Regions from separate parts of the Pan troglodytes genome. Here region 1 is linked to region 2. Evidence: chromatin contacts called from public HiChIP or PLAC-seq data. All regions are on one chromosome and are shown on one strand. Each heading gives the region's core, a stretch centred on a gene start, on an enhancer-like site or on the middle of the called end of the contact. The rest is flanking DNA. Distances are from core to core; before and after follow the strand shown.

Region 1 (6,782 bases), core at 3,960-6,459, 410 kb before region 2:
GTCCGACACGGGGGCCGCCCCTTGAGGCTTGCTGAGGCCTCCTGGCACTAAGGCTGCCCCTCTGGCAGGTAGTGCCTGCCCCCTCTTCTGTTTCAGGGAGCTTGTGTGCAGCCCTTCCTGTCTCCCTGGTCACCAAGAGCCCACAGATTGGGGACAGACCTGAGCCTTCCCTCAGCGGCCCTTGCATGTCCAGTAATGTCCATCCGTGTAACGTGGACACCAGCTTCCAGGAAGGACAGGGAGTGCTCAGTCCATGCCAGGAAGCAGCGTGGGGAGGGCTCCTGCCTGGGAGGGCCCTCCCCCTGTGGCCTCGCCAACCCCCCATCCTCCCATCCTCCCCAGCTCACCACTGGATGTAGGAGTGATTGTCCTCAAGGAGGTCATAGTTGTCTGTCCAGTTCTGAAGAATGTCCTCAATGAAACAGCCTGGGAGCCCCATGGGGACAAGTCAGCTGTGGCAGCCACCCTGCCCGTGCTCAGGAGGATGGGGTGTGGGTGGGGGACATAAGGAGAGAGTGCTGCCAGCAGCTTCCCCAAGCTATTCCTCGCCCTCATCTCCTGAGGCTCTTCAGGGTGCTAGGCTCAGTGGGGCTGCCCATCCCTCCTCTGATGCACAGCCCTTGCCCTGCTGCCATCTGTGACCTGGACCCTTGTTGCTGGCTGGCGGCAAACCCCAGTGAGAGCCCGGAAGGTCCCTCTGGGGGAACCAGTGGTCCTCGACCAGGACCTGTCTGTACAGGAGGGGGCCTCAGTGCCTCCTGCAAAAGCGTGGCCCGTCAGCCACAGAAATCTGTCCTCAAACACAGCCCCCAGCTGAACCCAGTCCCATGATGTGGCAGGCACAGTCTCCTGAGATGGGGGCCTGACAGTGTTTTGTGCAGCCACCCAGTCTCTGTTTCACGTTGCAGCCCGGCACGTGCATAAACAGGTGTGGGCATGTGCCCGTGAAGCTTTATTGACACTGAAATTTTAATTTCTTATAATATCAAAGTAATAGAACACTGTTCTTTTTTTTTTTTTTTTTTTTTTTTTGAGACAGAGTCTCATTCTGTTGCCCAGGCTGGAGGGCAGTGGCGTGATCTCGGCTCACTGCAACCTCCACCTCCCAAGTTCAAGCGATTCTCCTGCCTCAGCCTCCTGAGTAGCTGGGACTACAGGCGCACGCTACCACACCTGGCTAATTTTTTTTGTATTTTTAGTAGAGACAGGGTTTCACCATATTGGCCAGGCTGGTCTCGAACTCTTGACTTTGTGATCCACCCGCCTTGGCCTCCCAAAGTGCTGGGATTACAAGCGTGAGCCACCAGGCCCGGCCTCTACTTTAATTTTTTCCAACCATTTAAAAATATAAAAGCTATCCTTAGCTCGTTGGTTTACATGTGGCTTTCATGAGGTCGTGGAGGAGTTCAGTAGTTTTGATAGAGACTGCATGGCCTGAAAAGCTGCAGATATTCAGTCTCTGGCTCTCTACAGAGATAGCCCACCCCGACCCAAACACCGCTGCGGAGATCCCAAGCTGGGGATCCTGGAGTCCCTCTGGCCACCTCCAGGGGGCACTGTGGGGCTATTTGAAAGCTGTGGCCCTGGTAATCGCCGGGTACATCCCAAACCAGGCCCCAGTGGACCACCCCTGCCAGGCACGGATGGAAGTGCCGGCTGCCAGTGGTTGTGAGGCACCTACCGTTGGGCAGGAAGCGGATCTCATTTCTGTAGAAACTCAGGTTTGGCGTGTCCCCATTGCAGTCTCGTTCCACCAGATCCTGAAGAGCCAGAGAAAGGGGACAGCAAGGATCCATCAGACACAAGCTGCCCTGGGGCCCTCCGTGCCCTTCGGGGAGGCGCATCTGCAAACCTCCAGGCTGGCCCAATACCCCAAGAGCCCGCCTGGCTCCTCACTCTGCAGGTGGGGGCCATTCAGAGGACAGCAGCTGCCTCCAAGCCCCAGGGACCCCCCTTCCCCATTTCGCCAGCCAGGCCAGGCCTGGCAGGTCCCCTCCTCAGCACCCTGAAGTCAGCACAGGGGTTTCCGTGATTCAGGGGTGTGGAGGGTAATGGCTGAGGACAACCTGCAGGAGACAGGGCTGGCATGGGGGTGGGGTGCCGTGTGGGCGGTATCACGGACCCCACACGTGTGCATCACAAGGCTGGCACTATGGCCATGTTTGCAAGGCGACGGCGTGCTGAAGCTCAGAAAAGTAGGGGGATGCCCCCGGTCTCCCGGAGAGGGGAAGGGCAGGGCTCTGAATCTACACCAGGCTGTGCCCCAGGCAGGGTCCTGCCCAGAACTGTGGCCCTGGCACAGCAAGCCAGGCCGGCCTTCCAGTAGAACCTGGGACATTCTGCCTGAGAAGAGCAGCTGGCGGGAGGGTTGTGTGTCCTGGGGCAGGTACGTACCGGATAGTTGTGCCGATACCTACACATGTCCCTCGTGGCTCGCCAGTTTCGGGACCCTGTCATTCTGGACTGGGAAGAAAAGAGATGGGATTAGGACGCCCATGGGAGACCCCCAAGTGAGCCCCAACGTGGTGAGGGCTGCAGGGCCTGGGCCAGCTGCCAAAGAGCTGTCTTTAAAGGGTGGGGGTTTCATGGCTCCTACCTCTCATTCTCCTGCCCCGGCTCTTTTTTGGGGGTTCCCAGTGGGGCAGATTTGGGCCTCAGTAACGCATCCCAATACCCTGCACAGAACCAGAGAGGGCTGCGGGAGCCAGGTGGGGGCCTGCTCCTTCTCTAGGCCCCTTTGGGACTCCTGGCTTCCACCTTAGGGTGGCCCCTGGCTGACATGCACCTCCCCTGGGGTGTGGCCCTGACCCTCTCCTCCTCCTAGGCCTGCTGGCCACCTCCACCCTGGCTTTAGCCTCTGTTCTGTGCCCCTGGAGACTCCCCCTGCTTTGTACACTAAAGTCACCAGGCTGTGTTCTTGGGGGCAGTGGCCTCACCACCTGTAGCCCCAGAAGGGGACCCAGGTGCTTCTGGCAGGGTCTAATGAATGAATGCCCCTTCCCTGCCCAACCCCACGCCTCACTGGCCATGGTGAGGTCAGGCCCTGAGTCTCCAGCCTCCAGCCCTGTCTGGTGATGGCTTCTCAGCAAGATGTCAGGTCCCCTTGATGCCCCAAGCCCTTCAGCCCCCATCTCTGCAGGCCAAGCATCACGGGGCTGAGCAAAGGGCCGGAAGTACCTGGTGATGAGGATGCTGGGACACAGCCCTGACCTCGTGATGAGGGTAGGGGGCCTGGGGCTGGGCCTCGCTCGGTGGGTGGGGCAGGAATGGGCGTATTTGTCCAGGGCAACAATTGGGACCCAGGATCCTGGGGGAGTGCTAGAAGGGGGGTTGGGAGGCCCGGTCAGCCACTGTATCCCCTGGCTCCCTGCTGAGCTCCAGCTGGGACCTGGCGTTGCCTCTCTGCCTGATTTTTCTTTCTTATTTTTTTCCCCTCGAGATGGAGCTTCATGCAATCTCCACCTCCCAGGCAATCTCCACTCACTGCAACCTCCACTCACTGCAACCTCCACCTCCCAGGTTTAAGCGATTCTCCTGCTTCAATCTCTGGAGGAGCTGGGATTACAGGTGCCCATCACGCCTGGCTAATGTTGTATTTTTAGTAGAGACAACAGTTTCACCATGTTGGCCAGGCTAATCTTGGACTCCTGACCTCTGGTGATCCGACTGCCCAGGCCTCCGAAAGTGCTGGGATTACAGGCCTGAGCCACCGCCACCGATCTCTCGGCCTGATTTCTCAACAGGGCCGCTGGTGTGGTTCTCTCGCTCCGCCTGGTTATCAGTTTCTACTTCTCCTTCCTGGGGCCAGCAGGAGCCTCCCTGGGTCAGTTCTGGAGGCTGGGTCCTGACTGGATGTGGCCAGTCAGCCCACAGGTGCATACATGACACTGCCCAGGAAAAAGTGAAACAGCCCCGCCAGGGTCCAGCGCAGGCAGCTGGGGAGGCCTGAGGGGTCCAAAGGGGAAGGGGAGGGGCTTGTGGACAGAAGCCACAGCAGGAGGCAGAGGGAAGAGGTCAGGGGTCACAGGCGCCTGGCAGGATGATCAGGGCCTCTGAGCACCTCTTCAGGAGAGCGGCCTGAGGAACTCCAGTGAGGAAAGCCCGTCAAGAGCCCACCCAGGCGTCACACCGTCCTGTGGGACAGAGCCAGACCCCACCCCCCTGCCCAGCCTGCCTGGCCGCTGCCCTCCCGGCGACAGGGCCGAGCCCCTCCGTGCTCTCTCACTGCCCGCTCCACCATGGCCAGGCGCCAACGCAAACGGTGCTGGGTGCCAAGGGGAGAATCCATGCGGAGCCGTCGAGTTCCATGCACTTCCCGGCCCTCCACAACCCGGGCAGCTCAGCTGGAAGGACGCTCCCAGATAAATCCCAGCTCCCCGACGGGGGGCCGGACTGCGACAGTGTGGCGTTCCCAGCGCGGCAACAAAAGTAACCCCGGCGATGACAGGCGCCCGGCGGTAACAAAAGTAACACGCGGAGGCCCCGTCAGCCCGCCCCGGGCTCCCGCAGGTGCAGAAGCGAAGCCTCCCAGGCCAGACCCGGCCCGGGCCCCAGCCCCAGCCCCAGCCCCAGGCCGCGGGGCCTGCGCAGGGGCCGCCAGGAGGCCGAGGCGCGGGCCCGAGGCGGGAGGGGTTCCAGCAGGGGCGGCCACGGCGGCTGGGGGCGGGACGCGCCCGAGGCACCCCCGGGGGAAACGGCGCCCACACACGGTGGGGCCCGGGAGGCTCAGCTCCGCTGTCACCCACGCGCGGCCCCCGCACTTCCCCGCCAGGCCCTGGGGCTGGGGGTCGGCCGGTCTGGGGTGGGGTCCCCGGGGCTGCGGGGTCCCCAGGAGGCTCCAGGTGTCTCCGCCCGGGAGGGGGGGGGGTCTCCCGTCCACGCAGCCGGGCGGGGGGCGCCGGGGACCCCAGGCCTCTTCCGCGCCGCGGGGCCGCACCTGGAGCGAGCTGGGCCGCGCCGCCCGCGGCTGCTCCGATTCCTCGTCCTCGTCCTCGTCCCCTGTGTCCGCGTCCCTCGCGCCGGCGGCCTCGCCGTCCTCGTCCTCCGCGTCCTCCGCATCCTCCTCGTCCTCCTCCCAGGTGGAGTCGCAGTCGGGGTCGTCCATGCTCGGCGGCGGCGGGGCTCGCGCTGGAGGCGGAAGCGAAACCGAAAGCAGAGGAAGCGCGGGGGGCGGGCGGGGGGAGGGGACGGAGCGGCCCAGGCCCCGCCCGCGTCCGCGCGCAACGCCCCTCCCTCCCCGGGACGCCCGCCCCGCGCCCCACCCTCCCCCGAGAATCCCCCAACGTCCGCCCGGGAGGATGCCCCTCGCAGAACGCCCACCCCCACCCCACGACGCCCACCCGGGAGGATTCGCCCCACCCCGTCTCGCAAGGATGCCCGCCCTAGGAGATCCTCCCTCCCGAAAATGTCCCCAAAGCCTGGCCGCCCCCCAGAGGACGGTGTCCCCGGAAGATGAGCCGGGTACCTAGGAAGGATGTCTTCCAACGATGCCCTCCCAGCAGGATTCTCTCCCCGGAGGATGCCTGCCCCGCAGAGAATCCCCTCTTCCAGGAATATTTCTGTCCCCCAAGAGAAATCCCCCCAGAGGATGTCCCCATCAGAAGAATGTCCCTTGGAGGATAACCCCCGGAGGGGCCACGTGTCCACAGGGGCCTCTCTCCCTAAGCTGGGTGTGTAGGGGTCTCTGTCCTTCTGCTGCGAGCTGGGGGCCTTACTCAGCTCCTGGAAGCTGCTGGCGGACCCCTGTCCCTCCATAGGCAGTGCAAAGCACGGCCGTTTTCTTTTCGAAGCCACCAGGGGAGTCTTTCTCTCTAGGGTGCCGAGTCTTATATAACCAGGATGACATGGGCAAGCCGTGGCTTCCTTCAGCTTTGCTGCCATCTCTCAGTTGTAAGAAGGCACTTAGGGGAGAGGACCACACGAAGCCTGGGCCACCGGGAGGGTCACCCTGGGGACTGTTCAACACAGCTGATGCCAGTTCAGTGCCTCCTCAGGGCCCTCTCTCTAAGCACTGGCAGATATGGGGCAACACAAAGTCACTTTCACGTGCCATTTCCCAGCACCGCGGGTCCCTTGCTCATCCACCTTTGACATCTGCTGGCAGATACATGGCAAGGTTGGTGACCTCTTGAAATAAAAATCAGGAGTGGCCACTCCAGATAAATTTCTTCTGTAACTGCTATACCAATTCATTTCAAAACATTTAGGTAAAACTAAATCTGGATTTTGGACTTGGCCATGAGGATAGCTCCTGGCAGAGTTGTCCCTGTAATGATGGTGGTGGAAAGGTGGAGCGGGCCCCAGCCCAGCCCCTAGGGGACACTGCCATCTCCTAGCCCTGCAGGCCTGCTGGGCCTGGGAACTGGTGACATTCCTTGTACTGTGTGCCAGGGACAGCCGTGAACGGAAGTCTTCCAATCCTGGCCACAAGTACAGGTTAAGGACCCTCTGGGTGCTGGGCCCTAATCTTTGCTGACCTGTTGACCACTGTTAGCAGGTGCAGTCTCACCTGGCTGGAACCTGTGGACATGCGTCACACTTTCTTGAAACGACAGTGGTGATGCCCCGAAGTTCTGGGGCGCTGGACATTTCTGTAAATCAACTTAGGGCAGTGGCCAGGGCAGGTTTCCCGGGGAGCCTGAGTGAGCTGCCTGACCTCCTTGTTAGATGATTTACAGGTGGGATCTGGTTACAGCATCAGAATAGACTGTGAGGTGGAGTCGGGGGGCTCTGATGGGGACATTGATGGGTGCTGGGTGGTTGTATAGGGTTTGGGTGATCTG
Region 2 (6,528 bases), core at 1,495-3,994:
CCCTGGCCTGGCAGCCACAGGGCAGCTCGCCAGGACTCCACCGGGAGCACTCAAGGCTGTCTGCTCCTCGGGGGAGGATGAGTATCAGTCCCTCCCAGCTTTGTGGGAGGAGCTTAAGAAACAGATTCTTGGGCCCAACCCCGGATTCACTGAACCAGGACTTTAGAGGTGGGCCTGGAGTCTGTGTTTTAAGAAGCTCCCAGAGGTAATTCTCCTAAATGTGAAGTTTGAGAACTGCCCCTTACAGGGCAGAGACACTGGGCACTGACACCTCTGCTGGGCATCAGGGAGTGGTGGGCAAAGGAGCAATGGCACCAAGTCATGGCCAGTGTTGGGGGACGGGGAGGAGAGCAGGTGTCCCTGGGAGGTCAAGGCAGGTGGCACCTGCAACCCGAATTTGGGTTCTGAGGGATGAACAGGAGTGTGCCAAGTAGGCAAGGAGCTAGGATGTTCTGGGAAGTTTGCTGAGACCCCAACTCTAGAAAAATGGACAAGGATCAGGCAGAAAGGAAAGGTGGGGGCCACGGAGGGGTGCCAGGGCAAGGAGGAAACTAAGAAGTCAGCCCAAGGGCCAGGCCTGCAGTCAGGAGCATCCAGACAGAGCCCTGCGCTTGACACCTGCTCAGAGTTCAGGGTGAGAGCCAAAGAAAATAAGGAGCGAAACTCATGAGCAGGGCCCTCTGCAGCCAAAGCACCAAGGTGAGCTGGGCATTTAAAACCACGCATCACAGGGATGGCAGGACACGGGCCAACGACTGGGCTGGGTGAGGCCTGGGCCAGACTGGGGTACGGGCCTGACTCAGGGGGCACTGCCTCCCACCTGCAGCCTGTGACATGTCTGCCTGTTGTCCTGAGAGGCCAGAGGGACTGAACTCCCAAGAGGGAAGTCCAGGTGTGTTAAAGGTTGCTTTAATTTCTCCAGAATCACACGAAACAAAAGCCATGTGTTCCCTACACACCGCCTGCAGGCCAGGTTGGCTTTTGGCCACCCATCGACACCCTGGGGAGGGGAGAAGACTGGCAGCGGGAGCCTAGCAAGGGGGTTCACCAGACCCAGGAAGAGACCCTGTTCCTTCCTCAGCATTCCTCCTTGTCCCTCAAAGTCTAGCTTAGCGCCAGCAAAGAAGAACTGGCTAGGGGCCCCCCCTACTGCACAGCCGATCGCCAGGGCCTGGCGCTGCAGCCAGCACGGACAGCTGCCTCCTGCCTCCTGCCCTCCACCCTCACTCGCCCCTTTCCGTTCTCATCTGACACCAGATTCTCTGCAAGCTGCTGGTGTATGGCCCACCCTCCCCTGTCAGGCCCCTCCTCCTGGTGATAGCCAGCAGGGATGGAGGGCCCACTGTGTGCCTGCCCCAGCCTCAGCACCCTACAGCGCTGGACACACTCACTCCCTGCTCACGGGAGCCCCCAGGCACACAAGTCAGCACCCCATTCTGTGGATCCAGAATCCGCAGCCACCCCTCTGCTGTGCCACCCAGCCCCGCATTCTCCTAGACAGGACAGCTGCCCATCTTCCCCTAGGCCTGGCAGAGGCCTTGGAGGCCAACTTGGAAGGGCGGAGGGAAAGGAAATGGAGGTGCTGCATGCTGCGTGAGCCCCAGTGGTGGCCCGTGAAGGCCCACGGGAGGGAGCAGGCAGGCAGGAGGTGGGTAGGGGCCTGAAGGGCAGGGGCCCATGCTAGGGGTGGTGATGAAGACCCTGTCTTGCCCACTCGCCCACTGCCTTGTTGGCCATCATGCTGCCTCCCCACACACCAGGTGCTCCTAGGGCCAGCGCTGTGCCTGTCGGTCCCACCGGGTCCCCAGCACCCAGCACAGGAGAGGCTGGGTGCATGCGGGCAGGTGCGGGGTACTGCAGCGCATTCGCGGGCTGACCATTGCATGTGCCTGGCCTCCAGCCACAGCCCGACCCCCTCACTGAGCCAGTTTCATCCTGACAGTACCCTGAGGCTGAAATCATTGTCCCCTCTTTAAAGATACGTAAACCCATGAAAGAAAGCTGGACAGAGCAGGCAGGTGGCACGGAGGCGGGTGCAAGGTCCTGAGTCCCTCCACAAAGATACAGCGGGTTCCCCTCCAGACTGCAGACAGGCTCCCGGGCTCCAGAGGCAGGCCCTGACCATCCCGGTGCCACCGGCTCACAGGTTCTGAAGTCAGGGGCACCCGGGCACAGAGAGGAAACAGGCCTGGGCACAAGGCAGGCTCAAGGTCACTTTGCTACTGCAGGAAGTGCAGGACTCTGCCCGGGGCTTTGATCCCAAGCAGGTGCCTTCTCCACTCAGACCCTCGGTCCCTTCTGTCAATGAAGGAGGCCAGATGGCACGCGGGCCCTTCCGGGAAGCGGTGGGGCTCCTCCAGGGGCCGCCCTGCGCCCGCTGAAGCGCCGCCCAGACACACCTCCGGACAGGGAAGTGTGCTGGGGCCTCACCCACGCCGCCCTGGGTCCGGAGCCTTAAAATGCGCGCTCGATGGAGGCCATCCGCGAAGGCCGCCATACAGCAAAGGGAACAGAAAGCGGGAGCCCCGCGGCCGCAGGTCCCAAGACGGGGACTCGAACCGGCGGGGAGGCGCGCAGCTCCCGACTCCCTGCTGCTGCGCCCGACGGCCTCTAGGACCCAGGGGAGCGCCCTGAGCGCGGCACCTCGCTGGCCAATGGGAGAGCGCGACGGCGAGATATTTGCATGTGGGCGCGCCGCGGCCAATGGGCGGCGGGCGCGCGGGCGCGCGGGCAGGGGGCGGGGCGCTTCGCGGCGGCGGGCGCAGTCTGAGGATGGCCGCGGCCGCGGCCAGTGGAGCCCCGGGCCCGGCCCCTGGCTCCGCCGGGCCCCCGCCGCCCGCCGCGCCGACCTCGGCCGCTCGGGCCCCGCCGCAGGCGCTGCGGAGGCGCGGGGACTCGCGGCGCCGCCAGGCCGCGCTTTTCTTCCTCAACAACATCTCCCTGGACGGGCGGCCCCCGAGCCTGGGCCCGGGCGGAGAGAAGCCCCCGCCGCCGCCCGCCGAGGCCCGCGAACCGCCAGCGCCGCCGCCGCCGGAGCCCCCCACCGGCCTGCCCGGGCTGCCCGCCAGGACCCCCGCGCCCCAGGGCCTGCTCAGCCCCACGCAGGTGCCCACCGGCCTCGGCCTGGATGGGCAGCGCCAGAGGTGAGTGGGGGCCCGGCCAGGTCAGCCCAGGACGCGGGGTACAGGGACGGGGACGGGGGCCGGATCAGCCCAGGACTAGGGGTCAGGATTACTTGGGGCCTCATCATCCCAGGACAAGGGGGTCAGGTGACCTGGGGCCTTGTCAGCCCTGGACAGAGGCCAGGACAAAGGGGTTGGGTTCACCTGGAGCCTTGTCAGCCCTGGACAGAGGTTCAGGTGACCTGAGCCCCTATCAACCCAGGACACAGGGGTCAGGGTCAGTCTGGGGCCTCATCAGGCCAGGACAAAGGGGTCAGGTGACCTGGGCCCTCATCAGCCCAGGACACAGAGGTTGGGTTCACCTGGGACCTTGTCAGTCCTGGATACAGAACTGGGGGTTCCTGGGCTCGCTGAGGGTTTCCTCAGGCCCTGTCACCCCCCACACGTAGGGTTCATTGTCCCCTGAATTCTCCCAGCCCCTGAATACGGGGTCTGGATCTCCACGTTGTCAGTGCTCTGAAATGGGTTTTAGGGTTCACTCAGCCCTTATTACCCCTGAGACCCCCAGCCCTGTGGGTTCTGGACATGCCCCCACCCCCATCCACTGGTATCAGTGCCCGGGACACAGGGACACACGGACAGCCCTGTGCATCTCCTCACATTCTTTGAACCGGGCCACACCCTCCATGCCCACCTCCTCAGACCCAGCATGTGGGCCGGGGTCCTCCTGGCACTGTCACTGACACCTGTTCCCAGAGGCCCCTGCACAGCCACATCTCCCATCCCACAGCCACTGGTCTCTGGCACCCCTCCTCTCCCTGTCACTTCCCTGCTGAGCCCCGCCCTTCCCCACATCACTCTCAGCTCGGTATCTTTGGGCCTGTCACACCCTGGGTCTCCATTGGTCCCCCTGCCTTGATTCCATTTCTGGGAACCACCTCAGCCCATCCCAGGGCAACCCCAACCATGAGCCCTGCCTGTCCAGCGTGTGCCCCCTGCCCAGATGGCCCCTGGCTGCCCGACACCCTGTGTCCTTCTCCCAGAGACCACAGGCCCTGGGTGACCCTGCCTCCCACAGCCCTCACCTCCAGGAGTGACTGTGGGCTCTGGGCCCAGGACTGGCTGCTTGTTGCGGTTCCTTCTCAAAGGGAGCCACTGTCCACAGGTCCAAGTGCCTGCTGGGCGGCTGTTCCCAGAGGCAGCCCCTGCAGGTGTGCAGCGAAGGGGCCAACACAGAGCTCTTGGGTCAAGGCTGGCACGTGCTCCTTGCTTACCTGGAGGTCATCAGAGTTGCCCCACGCCCCTGGCCTTCGGGCAGGTGGAGGCATTGGGTTCCTCTAAGGTCTTTGGTTGGGGAAGTTTGGGCCCAGAACACAGCACTCTGTCCTCAAAGACTATGACGTCACATGCAGGTTGCGTCACACGCAGGTCGCGGTGCACTCTATCCTTGGAAGTGTTCCTGGCCGTAGCCAGGCTGAGGGTGCCTGCAGACCCAGGCCTGTCCACAAGATGTCCCCCCACGGACATGCCTGGCCGCTGCTCCAGGGAGGGTCAGAGGGGTGATTGGGGCAGAGGGATGGATTTGCCCAAATGTGGCAGCCAGGCCCCATGCATTTGGCATGGCCAGCTCCTTCAGGAAGGCGGGAGAGATGGAACAAGGTGGTGACTCTCCAGGGCAGAGCGGCAAGGCCCTAAGGTGTGGACTCCAAGGGAAGCGGGCTCACCCCAACGGGCCAAGCTCCGCAGGTGTGGTGGGCTTTTCCCTAACCCCGGGCCCTGCTGTTTGACATGGAAACAGCTTTCTTCCTCAGTCCTGCATGTGAGTGTCCAGAACCGGATGGTGACACCAGGCAGACTGGGTGCTGTCATAGGCCCTCCTTCCACAGAGTTCATGCACCCCTGTGTGCACCAGGCCTGGCGTGGAGTGGAGCCCACTTGAGTGGAGGGAGGCAGAGCGTGGCGACCCGCAGGGAAGTGCCTGTGACTGAGAAGGCACCCCCTGCAGGCCCAGAGCCTCCATGGTGACAGTTCTGAGCGCAGCATGCTGCCCAAGTGCAGCACATCCCTGCCCTGTGGGATTGTTAGAAGGTGCGCTGTGGCCGGCATCCCTGGGACAGAATGGGACGTGGCATGGGCTGGGTGCCTGCAGTCCTCCTGCTGTACCCACCATGGGCCCAAGCGCCACCACCCCTTGCCTCGCCCAGGGCTGTCTCCTCCCTTCCCTCCTCCTTGGCCCCCATGTCCCTGTTCAGGTCTTCCCTGAACCCCACTCTGTTCCTGGAGGGGGAGGCGTCCCTCCTGGGGCTCTGCTGCCAAGTTCGTGGTGCTGACCTTGTGTCTGAGGGCCATGGCCCCTCCCCTGATAGGCAGCCCCCAGCGTGAGGACGTCCATTTCTCCCTGCGTTCCCTGGGCCTGGCTGCTGATCGAGGGAAGGGTGGCTGCCCCAGCAAAAGGGGCTGCTAGCTCCTGGCTTGAGAGTTCTAGGATGAGTTGGTTTCAGGAAATGGAGAGAATTCTGAAAGTCCTGAAGGTAGCCCTGATGTTGGTCTTGTGAGTGTGGTGGTTTGACCTGGGCTCTGGGAACAGACTTGGCTTGGAATCCCAGCTGCACTGTTCAGTACCTCTGTGACCTTGAGCAGGTGACATGGCCTCTCTGAGCCTCAATCTCCTCTGAGAAGCGGGTTCACACTAAGCACTAAGCACGGCCTCCCTGAGGTCAGAGGTCAGATGCGTGCCCAGGGCTCGGTGAGGTATGTGGCAAGAGTCAGTGTGAGATGAGCAGAGCCTCTTTTTTTTTGAGACAGGGTCTCTCTCTGTCTCCCAGGCAGGAGTGCAGTGGCGCAATCACAGCTCACTGCAGCCTCTACCTCCTGGGCTCGAGTTATCCTCCTGCCTCAGCCTCCCAGTAGCTGGAACTATAGGCACACACCACACCCTGCTAAGATGGGGTCTCACTATATTGTCTAGGCTGGTCTTAAACTCTGGCTCACGTGATCCGTCTTGGCCTCCCAAGTGCTGGGATTTCAGGTGGCAGCTGCCACACCCAGTCAAATGGAGCTTCCTGTTACAACAAGGCTGCTCAGGGAACAGTCACGTCTCCGTCCTAATACTTACTCTTTCCCAGGGAGGCTCAGCCTGTTGTGGCACTTTGTGTTGAACCAGTGAGTGAATCATTAGAATCCTTGTTTTCCTCATAGAACTTCCAACCAGGTTTATTTTCACTTTTAACTTTGCTGTTGCCTAATGCCCAAAAGCAAGTGGGAACTCTGGGCCTCCCCAGCTGGGTTTGAGCAGGTGCCGGGGTGCTCCGCCTGCAGCCTCCTCCCCGCCGCCCCCTCCTCCCAAACCCGGTGGCTTACGGCACCAGCGTGGCCTCTCCCAGCTCTGGAGGCCAGAAGCCCATCC

The links. HiChIP or PLAC-seq counts read pairs in DNA pulled down with a chosen protein or histone mark.
Region 1: a contact with region 2 is called in an H3K4me3 HiChIP or PLAC-seq map of stem cell-derived excitatory neurons, with 9 times the contacts expected there. The contact joins the promoter of OGFR here to the promoter of CABLES2 in region 2. A contact is called at or near these places in 1 of 7 Hi-C or Micro-C datasets (induced pluripotent stem cells) and 1 of 1 datasets of contacts at active chromatin or transcription factors (stem cell-derived excitatory neurons).

The regions. Positions count from the first base shown.
Region 1 is chr21:69,126,877-69,133,658 of NHGRI_mPanTro3-v2.0_pri, reverse strand. OGFR (opioid growth factor receptor) reads right to left here and starts at 5,209. Exons shown (of 7, transcript XM_016938265.4): 1 at 4,937-5,209; 2 at 2,395-2,463; 3 at 1,682-1,760; 4 at 348-426. The coding sequence starts at 5,104. It overlaps LOC104003646 (a long non-coding RNA gene), which reads left to right and starts at 4,390. Exons shown (of 3, transcript XR_676346.5): 1 at 4,390-4,509.
Region 2 is chr21:68,717,834-68,724,361 of NHGRI_mPanTro3-v2.0_pri, reverse strand. It overlaps CABLES2 (Cdk5 and Abl enzyme substrate 2), which reads left to right and starts at 2,744. Exons shown (of 10, transcript XM_024352053.3): 1 at 2,744-3,143. The coding sequence starts at 2,773.